Regions from separate parts of the Mus musculus genome. Here regions 1 and 3 are each linked to region 2. The links are chromatin contacts, called in public HiChIP or PLAC-seq maps. All regions are on one chromosome and are shown on one strand. The core of a region is the stretch at or near the end of the contact, and the rest is flanking DNA. Distances in the headings are between cores, read along the strand shown.

Region 1 (3,889 bases), core at 838-3,337, 760 kb after region 2:
GGGGGAAGCCGACTGAAAACAGAAAGGGTACCCTTGAAGCAGTCGCATGCAGAGGAAAGCCACATCAGAGAGTGGCCTGAAGTTACCCATTACTGTACTCAGGAGTCAGAGACCACAGGGGGGCTAACTGAACAGAGTTGTAAAGTGCAATAGACACTTGTGAGGTGGGAACAAAATGGGCTTTGGGTGTTTTGAAAGTTCTGTGAGTCCTATCTCACTGTACTTATTTCTCAATTTTCTTTCCATACTGATTGCATTTGCTAAGTTTAACCAGATAAAACAAATTCATAGATTAAATGAGCTCTTTCCTCTGTTTCAAATGCTTCATGACTTAAATTACTTTTTGTTTTGTTTTGTTTTTCGAGACAGGGTTTCTCTCTGTAGCCCTGGCTGTCCTGGAACTCACTTTGTAGACCAGGCCGGCCTCGAACTCAGAAATCCGCCTGCCTCTGCCTCCTGAGTGCTGGGATTAAAGGCATGTACCACCACGCCCGGCTTTAAATTACTTTTTAAGCAAGTTGTGGTGTAGCATGTGTGTAATCCTAGCACTGAAGGTAGGAGACAGGAAGATCAGGAGTTCAAAGACAGCCTCTACTATGTACATAGCCAGTTCAAGGCTAGCCCAGAGACTCTATCTCAAAAAAAGGTAGAAAGGGTTGGAGCTAAGGGGATGCTTGATAGGATAAAAGTGGTTGCTGCACAACTGTGAGGACCTAAGTTTAAATCTCCAGGAGTAAGCATGGCCCTATGTGTACCAGTAACCACCAGTAACTGCAGGCAGCAAAGACAGAAGGAGCTCTGGGGCTTCGTGGCTGTCAGCCTAGCTCTAGACGGTGTGAAAGACTCTGTCTCAAGGGAACTTGGACTGTAAGAGAGCCAGATACCCAATGTCCTCCTTTGGCCACCAAGCATCACACTTGACCCAGTGTGTACATCATACACACTCAACACACAAATACAATACAGATGACAAACAGACAGACAGACAGACAGGTAATAGGTGGGTAGATAGGTGATAGATAGATAGATAGATAGATAGATAGATAGATAGTTAGATAGATAGATAGATAGATAGATAGATAGATAGATAGATAGATAGATAGATAGATAGATAGATAGATAGACAGACCTTTCTTAAGGAAATGAAGGAAGGGTGCCTGACGGAGACAAAGCTTTCAAGGTGGCTGAGAGGTAGACCTTGGTAGATACAGACCAACTTGGGAAAGATGCTGTATGCTGCAGACTAGTCTGTATTTTCTTGCTTGGATAGAGGGAGGCACTTTTGAGGGTGAATCAGCACTGAGTCCATTCTGTTGCCTGGAGAGCTATGTCAGATGACTTGCCCACAGGCCAGGTGAGGCATGACTCTGGCTCTCACATTCAGCCCTGTTCCAGTGAGCAATGCCTTCCAGGTCCAGACAAGGAGTAATGATCTTTAGGATGGGGGGGGGGGGGCTTCGGGCATCTTCGTGTAGGTTAATCTGGTACTTTTAGTCCGCACATTAGTGAGGCCTCTGCTTACAAGAGGAGCGGGGAGTCAAGCCAGGCAGAAACATTTTTGTTGTTGTTGTTTCCCTCTTCCACAGACAGCCTTGTGCCACTGTGTACCACATGAGGTCCCCAGCTCAGTCCTAGGATTGAAGGCCAATTGTGTGTTGCTGTGACAGCAACTATTTAAAAGGCAAATAAAGACACGACAAGCTGCGACACGCTATCATTAAGTAATCATAATTTCCTCCCCATATTTCGACAATAGATGTCAGTCTCTCATCTCGAAGGCAGGCCACGTAGAGAAACACCATGTCAAAAACCTTCTAAGACAAAGACGGGGTGGCAGAGAGTGAGATGGCTGGATGCACAGCAGAAGATTTTGATGGGCCCCGTCCATCCCACTCGTGCCCCCCCCCACGCCCCCAACTCCTACATTCTCTAATAAAAGTCAGATCTGTAAAGAACTTCAAAGGCTCCCTAGTCTGACAAACAGTAATAAAACAAGAATCTTTTTTTTTTTAACCTGCCAGCACGCATGCATGGAGGAAGCAGAGCTGACAAGAGCTGCTTAGGTTCTGTTTTAGTAATCAGCAGGCTAACGGCAGGGCACTTCCGCCTAGCAGGAAGCTCAGTCTGGGCTGTCAACTGTGAAGGAATACAGAGGGTCAGGCAGCACAGGGCTCCTTTCTGGGTTTTTTTTTTCCTCTCAGTCTGCATTCCACCCCAGGTCACAATCCACTCCAGCGCGGCCACAACCTCATCTACACTCTATAAAGAAAGACGTGAGAAGCAGAACGGGTCTGGTCTCACCTTCCCTTCCTCCTCTGTTGAACGGAGGGCTGGGGGGGAGGGGGGAGGGGAGAGGAGAGGTAGGGGGGAGGGGGTTGGGAGAGCCAGAGTATGCAAGGAAATAATTCAGGAATCCAGAACATCTGGCTTCTATTCAGACCCAGGCACCAACCTTGGGAACATATTGAAAGCATTTGGCTGTCTCAACAGTCTAAAAGGAGCTTTTTATTTCAGGCTCAACAACAGCCTCAACACATGCTTCTATTTGGACACAATTGGAGCTAAGACACCACCACCCCCTTTTTTTTTAAGGTGGAAATAATTCAGGACTTAGGCCTGCACCCCAACCATGCCCCCCCCCAGTTGTTTGTGTCCGCTGTGTGACTCGATTTGACTCTCCCAGTCTCTCTGCAGCTCTGGCTTCCCAACTGGGAAGCCTCGATTCAACTGCCTTCGTGTGGAGTTATTAAAGGGATTAACTAACACAGTATCTCCTAAGGACCCGGTGCAGAGCCTGGCATACAAACTCTGCTTCTCTCGGACAAACCACTGAGCCGTATTTTATCCACTTGGCATGAGTGTATTTTATCATGGCAGATGCAGGGCTACATGCCCATATTCTGTACGCTCAGGATGCTGAAGCAGAAGGAGTGTGAGTTTTAGGCTAGACTGGTCTATGTAGGGAGACCTTGTCTCAGGAACAGAGCTCTTCCTTGTCTGTCTCCCATGTACTATAGTGGTTCCGGTCAGGTCGGTGTTGAGTGCTTTGCAGATCAGAGGGATTGTGGTTGAGGTCATACGACAATATATAACAATAATATGAAATAGTATACCAGAGCCAATAGGTTGTAGTGTCCCTAAAACTGGTTAAGGGCGAGAAGGCTGGACATGTGTTTTACTGCACTATCTGTGAGAAGTTCCTTCTTATTAGCCCCCTGCAGCCACATCAGGTCTGCCCCTGGACCTTTCTGAGACACTGAATTCCAAGTCATCTCTGGAGCCCCAGCTTTTCTGACCCGCATCATGAGAAGCCAGGCTGCCAGCTTGTCAATATGCCTGCTTAAACCCTAAGTTTATATTTTGTGAATCAAACTCAGCTGCTAAGCCTGACTATCTATCTGAAAATGATTTCTGGAATCCACAAGGTGGAAAGAGAAACTGATTCCCACAAGTGTCTTCTGATCTCCATACATGCACAAGAACACACACACCCATGCACACATATATTAACACACACACACATGTACACACACAGACAAATCAATCAATAAATATTCCTAAAATGTTAAAGAGCAAAACAAAGACTACCAAACAATGGCATTCATAATCTTAAGTAAGATGTCTTCAAACAGAACTCTACTAAATATAACAGAGCTTATAAATTCATTACTGGGGTTGGTGGAGTGGCTCAGGCGGTAAAGATCCTTGCCTCTAAGCCCGGACTACCTGATTTCTATTCAAAATCTCACTTCTAATAGGAGTCTGTCTCAACATAATAAACTCGCTCGTAACTCTACAGAGAACTCAGCATTTTCTCTATCGCTGTATAACAAACCACTATAAAGCAGTCGCTTTAGAACAGTAACAACCATTCACCTTTGCCCCCCGC
Region 2 (4,085 bases), core at 999-3,498:
CATCTGTTTCTGTCTGGCCTCCATTCCCAGGGGCTATAATTTTAGATACTGTCCAAGATCTCATGGTTAAAGGACTAATAACAGTGACAGCTGAGGCCACACAGAGCAGCATCCATGTTTTATCTTTGTTCTCCCAGCCCTTGGATGCTGGGAGCGATTTTAGCCATTTTTCTAGACGAGGAGACAAAGGATCTGGTACCTGCCTACTAACGGCAACTTGCTTAATCTTGCACTCTCAGTTTCGTTATCAGCACCTGATGCCTTAAAAATCATAACGGAAAACGACCACGTTCTCCTCTTTTGGAAAAGCCTAGCACTGAAGGAAAAGCAGTTCAATGAAACCAGGGTAAGTTCCTCACGCGGCCTCGGTCACTCGGAGCCCTGGCTACCGTCACTCTGCTTTAGAGATGGGTTCATGGCAGGCAGCGTGAAGAAGGAAGGAAGGAACCAGGCAGAGCAGGCGTGAGAATGTAAGGACCACATGCTGATGAGTGAGATGTTTATATTAAGCTCAAGAATGCCTGCGCTCAGCACTCACCAGCCACACACTTGTCCTCAGAAGAGAGCAGTGAGTGGGGGACCCTTGGTGCTTCCTGAAGCCGGACTGTCCTCAGCGTTAGAACCGAGTGCGCCTCCCTTTCCCGGCCCTTTGACAGCTGGGCTAAGGTTCCAGCACCAGGAAACTGAGCCACACTCTCAACCTAGCACCTACCTTGTCACGGTCTCCCCGGAGTAATTAGAAGGAACAAGAAGTACAAGAAGTACGTGAAGATACTTTGTTGGCTTGTGGGAAAAAACAAAAAACAAAAACACTTTGTTTTGCTATTGGCAGGCCAGTACTCTGTCCACCATGGGAAGGAAGGAGTTGTGAGACCCAAGTGATTTACCCAGGAGAGTAGACTCATTATTAGTGAGTCCCCTTGAAAGAAAAGTATGAGCACAGTAGGGCTGTGAGCGCAGTAAGGCTGTGAGGATCAGCTACCATCACCTGGAGGAACAGTGTGGGTGAAGAGCCCAAGGGTTTAATGCAGTGTAACGTGAGAGCCAGGCTCTCACCCTGGAAGTCCTCCCCATCTGTGAGAGTCCTCACAGCTCCCATATCTGGGATATCTACGTGGTAAATTTCCATAAGAGTAACAAATCCACCCAGAAATACTCCAGTATTGAAAAGTGTAATGAACAGTAAGGTATTCCGGCAACCATGAGCAGGAAACAAAAAAAACAGCCCCGAGCAAGCCAGTGACAGAGACATGGAGCCCTAGTGTGAGGGGCAGCTGGGGAGTACAAGTTAGTTCAAAGTTCTGGAAGGCTCTTTGGTCCTACTTATCAGAAACATTGAAACATTCACATTCCTTGACCTCGTTATTCTAAGATTTTACTCTTGAGAAAAGCAATGCATTAAAATGTGATAGAGTCTACTTCATGATAAGAGGAAGAAACATAAATGCCTAACAGGAAGTAGAGATGGCTTGTATACATTGTATCATTTTTCATTGCTTCCTTGTAACATATTTTACAAATGTTCCACACTGGATTCACACCAGATAGTAAATACTGACGACTAGCTTGTAAGAAGAGGTACAGGTGTGGGATGCCAGGCAGGTGTTGGGAAGCCCATCTTGGCATCCGGTTGCCATTACGGGAGCCTATCTGGGCAGCAGAAGCCCAGCTTTGAGTTGACAGTGCAGGTCAGGGTTCCATCTCTAATGGAGGGTGCTGGCACAGGCATAGTGAGCTCACCTCTCCTCCTCCTGGCTTAACATTAGAGACAGGTCCATGGAGTAGGAACAGAGACTGACAATGTGGTGGGCTCCAATGGGGACAGAGTTTGGCACTGGACGGTTTGGAGGGCAGCAGGGAACCTGGCCACCAGCCTGAGCCCAGCTGGCATCTGGGGCCTGGCCTGTCACTTTCCTAGCGCAACGGTCAGGGATTTCCTGAGGTGACAAGGGGAGAGATTACTTCATCCTATCCTCCTTAGAAGCATTTAAGCAGGTTGAAATGTGTTTGAGAAAGATCATCAGAAAAAAGCTTAGTGCTTCTAAGCCCGCAACCTGCTTAAGTGCTTCTGTGTCTTAAGTGCATCAGGCTGTCTGGCTCTGGGATCAGGCTAGAAAGAGCTAGAAAGCAAGGAGACAAGAAGTGAATGACAGCAGTCTTCCAACACTCTGTCGTAGGGAGGCGCCTGCCTCCCTTTCTGATTGCATGTTCCCTGGGCTTGCCTGCACCCACTGCCACCACGGGGTGTCGCTAGTCAGATCCCTTACTGCACAGCATCACTGAGATGCCCAGGCTCTTTGAGGCACAGGACACAGCAGCTGCCGCCCGAACTTTGAGTGTGTGATGGTTGAGATGGCTCTCCAGCTGCCGTACCTTGCACTTCCTCTTATGCACGTTATAAGTAGGGTAAGTCCTGTTTTCTGAGTTTAATATCACAATCACATCATCGAAAGAACTAGCAAGAAAACTGAAGTATATTAGCATTACATAAAAGCCTGCAGAAAGGTACCGCCTCTAGCTGGAGCTAGTGGCAGAAGCCATCAGGTCCCTCATTCAGTGTGTGCTTGTTTACAGGGCTATGAGATCCACATGTCTGACAGCGCTGTGAATCTCACCGCTTACCTCGGGAATACTACGGACAATTTCTTTAAAGTGTCCAACCTGAAGATGGGTCATAACTACACTTTCACGGTCCAAGCGCGGTGTCTCTTTGGTAGCCAGATCTGTGGGGAGCCCGCCGTGCTGCTGTACGATGAACTGAGCTCAGGTGAGTCTCCCTGTGACCGTCCTCTCTGGGTCCTGGTCTGAGGATGGAGAGGCATGGGATGGTTTTCCTGATAATCTTTCTAAAACACGTTTCAAGTACTGCCTGTGTGCCAGAGAAAGTCACTTAGGCGTCAATTTAGTTGGGTACTGATATGCGTCTTGAGCACCCGTGGTACTGGGATCGCAAGGTACCCCATTGAGCGGTGTTTTAGTTACTTTCTTTACTTGTTACTGTGACAAGATATGATACGAGAAGTAAGTTGAGAGTGGAAGGATTTGGCTGGCAGTTTGGGGAGATAGAGTCCATCACAGAGAAGAAAGCATGGCAGCCGGAGCCTGAGGCAGGGCCCAGGGCTCATTAGCTTTTAGGAGGCAGAAGTGGACAGTTGGTGCTTAGCTTAGCTCCTCCCTTTTCCTCCTCCATTGCATTCAAGGCCCAAGCCCATGGGGACAGTGCCACCCACATTAAAGGTGGCTCTTTCCCCTCACTTACTTCCTCTGAAAGACCCTCGCAGAAACACCCAGAAACATGTCTCAAGTCTTTCGTAGGATGGAGTTAATCCAGTCGGGATGACAAGGAAGACTGGCATCAGACCAGATGAGCAGGAGTTTTGTTGGTGGCTTTCGTCTCCGAGCCTTCAGGATGCTAACAGACCTGTAGTTCTCCATGCCCTCAGCTCACCCCGTCTTGTACTGTTAGCACTTCCTGAGAGTGGATACTTCCTTCCTCTGCCTCCCTCTGGAGAGTCATGGCAGAGTCAAGGCCCTGGGAAAGTCCTACAGAAAACAAATGGCAAAACTCCTGATGATAGACTTTCTCCTTTTTTAAAAAAAAAAATTTTAATTAGGTATTTATTTCATTTACATTTCCAATGCTATCCCAAAAGTCCCCCACCCGCTTCCCCACCCACCCACTCCCACTTCTTGGCCCTGGCGTTCCCCTGTACTGAGGCAGATAAAGTTTGCATGACCAATGGGCCTCTCTTTCCACTGATGGCTGACTAGGCTATCTTCTGATACATATGCAGCTAGAGACACGAGCTCTGGGGGAGTACTGGGTAGTTCATATTGTTGTTCCATCTATAGGGTTGCAGATCCTTTTAGCTCCTTGGTTACTTTCTCTACCTCCTCCATTTTGGGCCCTGTGATCCATCCAATAGCTGACTGTGAGCATCCACTTCTGTGTTTGCTAGGCTCCGGCATAGTCTCACAAGAGACAGCTATATCTGGGTCCTTTCAGCAGAATCTTGCTAGTGTATGCAATGGTGTCAGCGTTTGGAGGCTGATTATGAGATGGATCCCCGAATATGGCAGTCTCT
Region 3 (4,313 bases), core at 1,687-4,186, 650 kb after region 2:
GTGGATGATGCTGAAGTAAAATAGGGAGAAATGTGAGTTACCTGTAAAGCCCCATAAACCCTCTCAGGCTTATGATAATGTGATACCAGGGGGTTCAGTCTAAGAAGTGTGCCATGAGATAAGGAAACTGAGTCCACAGTGCAGACACAGATTATGCTACTACCAAGCAGCTGCAACTTAGACCTAAAGGATCTAAACTTACATTAACTTAGACATTGTTTGATGCAAATCACTTATTCCTATAAAATCTACCATGCCTTCCTTCCCAAGAGTCCAGTGGATGGAGATGTGGGTTAAACTTAGAATCCACACTCAGCACACTAGGAATAAAGAAACTAGGACATCAATGATATATAGTTTTTAAAATGAATGCAAGACTCAGACTCCTCTCCCCCACTTACACTTGTTATAATCTAAATTTTACCCAGATATGACGACCAGGAGGCCCATCTCTGCTCCATTGCATAGCCTTTGATTATTTTTGTACCTCTAAGAGTTTTGGTGCTATTCTTCAAAACATTGGTTATGACGAGGGAAGGAAGCTGAAGGCAGTAGTGTAAGTAATGGCAAAAGAGTCAGAAGAAAGTTCCAAAATATTGATCACATGTCAGTACAATAAGAAAGGTTCCTGACCCAGACCAACAACCCCACTCATACAAATCTTTCCAAGAAGCAAGGTCTCAGAATCCAGGCTACAGAGGCACATACACACTCACACACACTCTTCCACACTTACACATATACTTATAAACTCACCCATGTACACACAGAATGTATTCACTCACACTCATACACACATGTGCACATGTACACCTCCACATGCAAGCACCCCCATACATGGACACACTCATCCATGCATACACATTCATGCACATAAACACACACACATATGCACACACTCACCTTCAGGAAGACCTGTGTTTTTTCACCCCAGAAAGTGTCTGCGCCTTCAATCAAACCACTCAAGAAAGGTGCCATAAGTTAGAGGGAAGCAAAGGAGCCTGAAGGACCCTCACTGTTGCCTTAGAGAATGGTCTTCATCAAACAAAGCCCATCCATCCATGAAGACCGACCTTAACTTGGAGAAACAGAAAGGCAGATGCAGCTTTCAAAGAGCTCCAGGACTAGATCCAAGAGCAGAAGTCCTCTCTGGAGCACTGGATGGGGGCATAAGTCCCAGCCAGGGTGGATCTGCCTCTCCCTCCTGATCTCCCCTGAGGTCCTGTGACTCACAGCTCTCCACACCTGCTGCCCCTTAAGAGCAGATAGACATAAGTTAAGAGAACAAGGTCAGCTCACAGGCCATGCATTCTTTGACCACACGCCCCGCCTCTCTCAGGCCTTCCTGGGAGCAGAGGGTAATTAGGAGCTGGTGCTGCCGTATTTGACCCTATGAAAATGCAAGAGCTTTCATTTACGTGCCCTGAATAGATGGCACGTCTGACTTACATATTGGTAGCCTGTGATGTACTGGATGCCAGCAAATATTTAATCCCAGACAAATCAATAATACTTAACTTGCCCTTTTGCTTTGAAAAGGAAAAAAAAATTCCCCTTTGCTCTAAAGATTTGTGCATAATATTGCAAAATAGCTCAGGACACAGTCTCCCTTCAAGCCGTGTAGTTTCCTAAGCCCAGCCCTCAGATATTTTTAAAGGAACTGTCTTTGCACACTTGCTTGCTCTGCTGAGTGTGACATCATCATCACCTGATGTTACAGAACAATGCTTTAAAGTTGGATCCACTTTCTCAAAAAAAAAAAAAAAAAGAAAGAAAGAAAAAAAAAGATTTAAAGGTGCAAACCTCAGTAAATCAGTGAGTTCACAGCACATGATATTTTTCTTGGCTTGCATCTAGTTCCCATGAGGATCTTGATTTAAATTGTTCATTACAAACTGTCTCTGCCTTCTGCTGGTTATCTCCCTCCAAAACTACACTTTATCACTACACATACTCTTAAAAAGATACAGTCGTTCCTGAGAAGCAGAGAGTTGAATATTTTTTTAAAAAGACATTTTTTTGCACATTAAACAGGAAAAAAGCTCTTCTCTCTCTCTCTCTCTCTCTCTCTCTCTCTCTCTCTCTCTCTCTCTCTCTCTCTCCCCCTCCCCCCCATCCCCAAGGGTTCTCAATTCAGCCTCCAAACCTACCAAAAGTTTCAGAAACAATGACAGAAATAAGCTAACTCCCTTCTATCTTTGGCAGCACAAAAGCTAACTTCATGAAAGCCACCCTTGCCAAGAATTAATGCCATGCAAACCACATCCACATTTGACTGTGACTGCTACATCGGTTCACCACAATATTTACTTGAAAAACATATAATTTGCAGTAGAGAAGAAAGAGAAAGAAGAAAGAGAAAACTCCTGTACCAAAAAAAAAAAGTTTCTTTCAAATGCAAATTAATCCAAAGATATATCTTTCCCTGTTTTTGGAAAATCACTCTAGCATAAGAAAACCATAGTTCGCGTGGGAAAAAAAATATTGGTATATGAACACCCACCAGTTGAAAAGACAATTAAATTGCTGTCAGTTCCCTGAACTACTAAGAAAAGACGACTCCTGACTCTGGAAGCCTTGAGAGTACTTGATTAGCTTCTACTGACCTAAGAAGTCTTCTGGTCCCAGGTAGCCAACAACATTCTTTTCTTCTCCAGTGAGATGCTGGTGTGAACATCAGAGGGCATTGTATTACTGAACTGATCAGAAAATAACATTGTTACTGATCTTCTGAGAGAGAGAGAGAGAGAGAGAGAGAGAGAGAGAGAGAGAGAGAGAGAGAGAGAGGCAAAGCACAATGTAATGGAGCATTCTTCCTGGTAGGGAAAAAAAAAAGTAAAGGCAGCCCTGCTGGACTGAGTTCAAACATAGCTGACAGACTCCGGGAGAATTTACACTGAGCATGCTTGCCTGCGCGGCTTGCATGAGACACTCTTAATGAATATTACTTCCTTCCCACTGGCTAGCCCTGGAAGTCCACACCCTCCCCTCTTTCAGAAGTCAGGAACTTAGCATCAGCCAAAGCCCAGAAAACAGACTTCCAGGGAGGCCTTGTCTCCCTGATCCATAAACTTTCAGGTTATGACCTGCGGGTCAGCATGACAAATAGAACATGGGGTGAGTTTTCTCTGCCCTTGATTATGTTCCCGGCTTTGTGCCTGCCTGTCCGAAATGGCAGCTACCCCAGAGAGAAGAAAAACAGACGGCTGGCTTTTTCTCTAAAGAAAGAGCTGTCCCAAATGCCTGGATAAAGGCCTTTCTCCAGCCAGCTCTGGGAGCCAGGTCAGAAGGAAGGTTTTTCTTGTGACTTAAAATTCATTGCAATTATTTTTAACTTCTGGCTACAATGAACTAAAATGCCTACCAGTTTTGAAAGCTTACCTGTCACCTCTCTCTAAAATGCTGTGTAACTAAATCTAATCTAAGAATACGCTTAGAATCCATTTTAGCCTGATGTGTCTAACATGCGCATTGCATCCGTGGGCATTCAGCCGACACTGTAAGGCAGGTATTTCTTATTGTTGTGGTTGTTGCTGCTGCGGCTGCCACTGTTGCTTTCCATACAATATTTTCCCTTTCCCTAAGACAGAAAGTCTAAAAATTTAAAAATAGGCTATTTTTCTGACGGTCTTGGAAGACAAGATTGTTACTCAGGGAAGAGGGGACGTGGGGAGGGAAGCCTCAGACAGCATTCACAACAAAAACAGAGGGCACTTTCCTTTTTGAGGAATGATATTGAAATCTATTTTATTATCCACCTGATATTTTCAGATTCCCGTTTATAAGTGCCAAATGACAGTTATATAACATTAAATACTCATTTAAATGACAGTGCTTACTTATCCAGCAAGCTCCAGCAAAGCACACACAGAGTTTTGTTTGAAAAACAATGACATTAGAGTTTAAAAGGGCAAAAGAAACTACGCTTACAAAGAAACATTATCCTCGCAAGCCTCTGAGACAAAGCTTGCCTGGCCAGCATTGATCCATGATTGACAAAAGGTATCTGTCTAAACCTGACAAGAAAGCCAGCTTCTCCTAGGGCCTGTAGCCATGACACAGCCATGCTGTGCTTCTGGTTGGTCCTGTTGTCTGAGGCTGTTGTTACACAAACATCTCCTTGCCTCCTGCTCTTGAACAAATTCAGTCACTCACACGTGCCTCCTTTTCTGTAATTCTGAGAATTTTGGGAGTGTTCAGACATGGGACTTGTTTTGTTTGTTTTCATGCTTTCTCTAAGGGAAGAAAAAAGCTGAGCCCCCCTCCCCAACACACATACACACTGCAAGGTGTTTATATGTACGAGAAAGAGA

The links. HiChIP or PLAC-seq counts read pairs in DNA pulled down with a chosen protein or histone mark.
Region 1: an H3K4me3 HiChIP or PLAC-seq map of embryonic midbrain shows a contact between it and region 2, with 9 times the contacts expected there. The contact joins two enhancer-like sites. A contact is called at or near these places in 1 of 39 promoter capture datasets (hippocampal neurons), 1 of 15 datasets of contacts at CTCF or cohesin (the NIH/3T3 cell line), 20 of 484 Hi-C or Micro-C datasets (bone marrow-derived macrophages, cerebral cortex, cortical neurons and 10 more), 16 of 115 datasets of contacts at active chromatin or transcription factors (T-cell acute lymphoblastic leukemia, bone marrow-derived macrophages, craniofacial prominence and 13 more) and 3 of 9 other capture datasets (adipose tissue, embryonic stem cells and liver).
Region 3: a contact with region 2 is called in an H3K4me3 HiChIP or PLAC-seq map of neural tube, with 5 times the contacts expected there. The contact joins two enhancer-like sites. A contact is called at or near these places in 6 of 115 datasets of contacts at active chromatin or transcription factors (craniofacial prominence, embryonic basal ganglia, embryonic forebrain and 3 more).

Annotation. Positions count from the first base shown.
Region 1 is chr9:41,211,044-41,214,932 of GRCm38.p6, reverse strand. The region is part of intron 2 of 1700063D05Rik (RIKEN cDNA 1700063D05 gene); the gene reads right to left. Among named protein-coding and RNA genes, the nearest start is that of 1700063D05Rik, 6.8 kb to the right of the region's middle. Within about 2 kb of position 2,087, at least 158 of the 459 cell types and tissues checked have an H3K27ac peak or open chromatin away from gene starts, as enhancers often do. A contact at or near this core is called in cerebral cortex, where this site is marked.
Region 2 is chr9:41,972,619-41,976,703 of GRCm38.p6, reverse strand. It overlaps Sorl1 (sortilin-related receptor, LDLR class A repeats-containing), which reads left to right. Exons shown (of 48, transcript NM_011436.4): 45 at 240-346; 46 at 2,575-2,767. Among named protein-coding and RNA genes, the nearest start is that of Gm16214, 48 kb to the left of the region's middle. Within about 2 kb of position 2,248, at least 15 of the 459 cell types and tissues checked have an H3K27ac peak or open chromatin away from gene starts, as enhancers often do. A contact at or near this core is called in cerebral cortex, where this site is marked.
Region 3 is chr9:41,325,669-41,329,981 of GRCm38.p6, reverse strand. No RefSeq gene overlaps it. Among named protein-coding and RNA genes, the nearest start is that of Gm25401, 12 kb to the left of the region's middle. Within about 2 kb of position 2,936, at least 122 of the 459 cell types and tissues checked have an H3K27ac peak or open chromatin away from gene starts, as enhancers often do.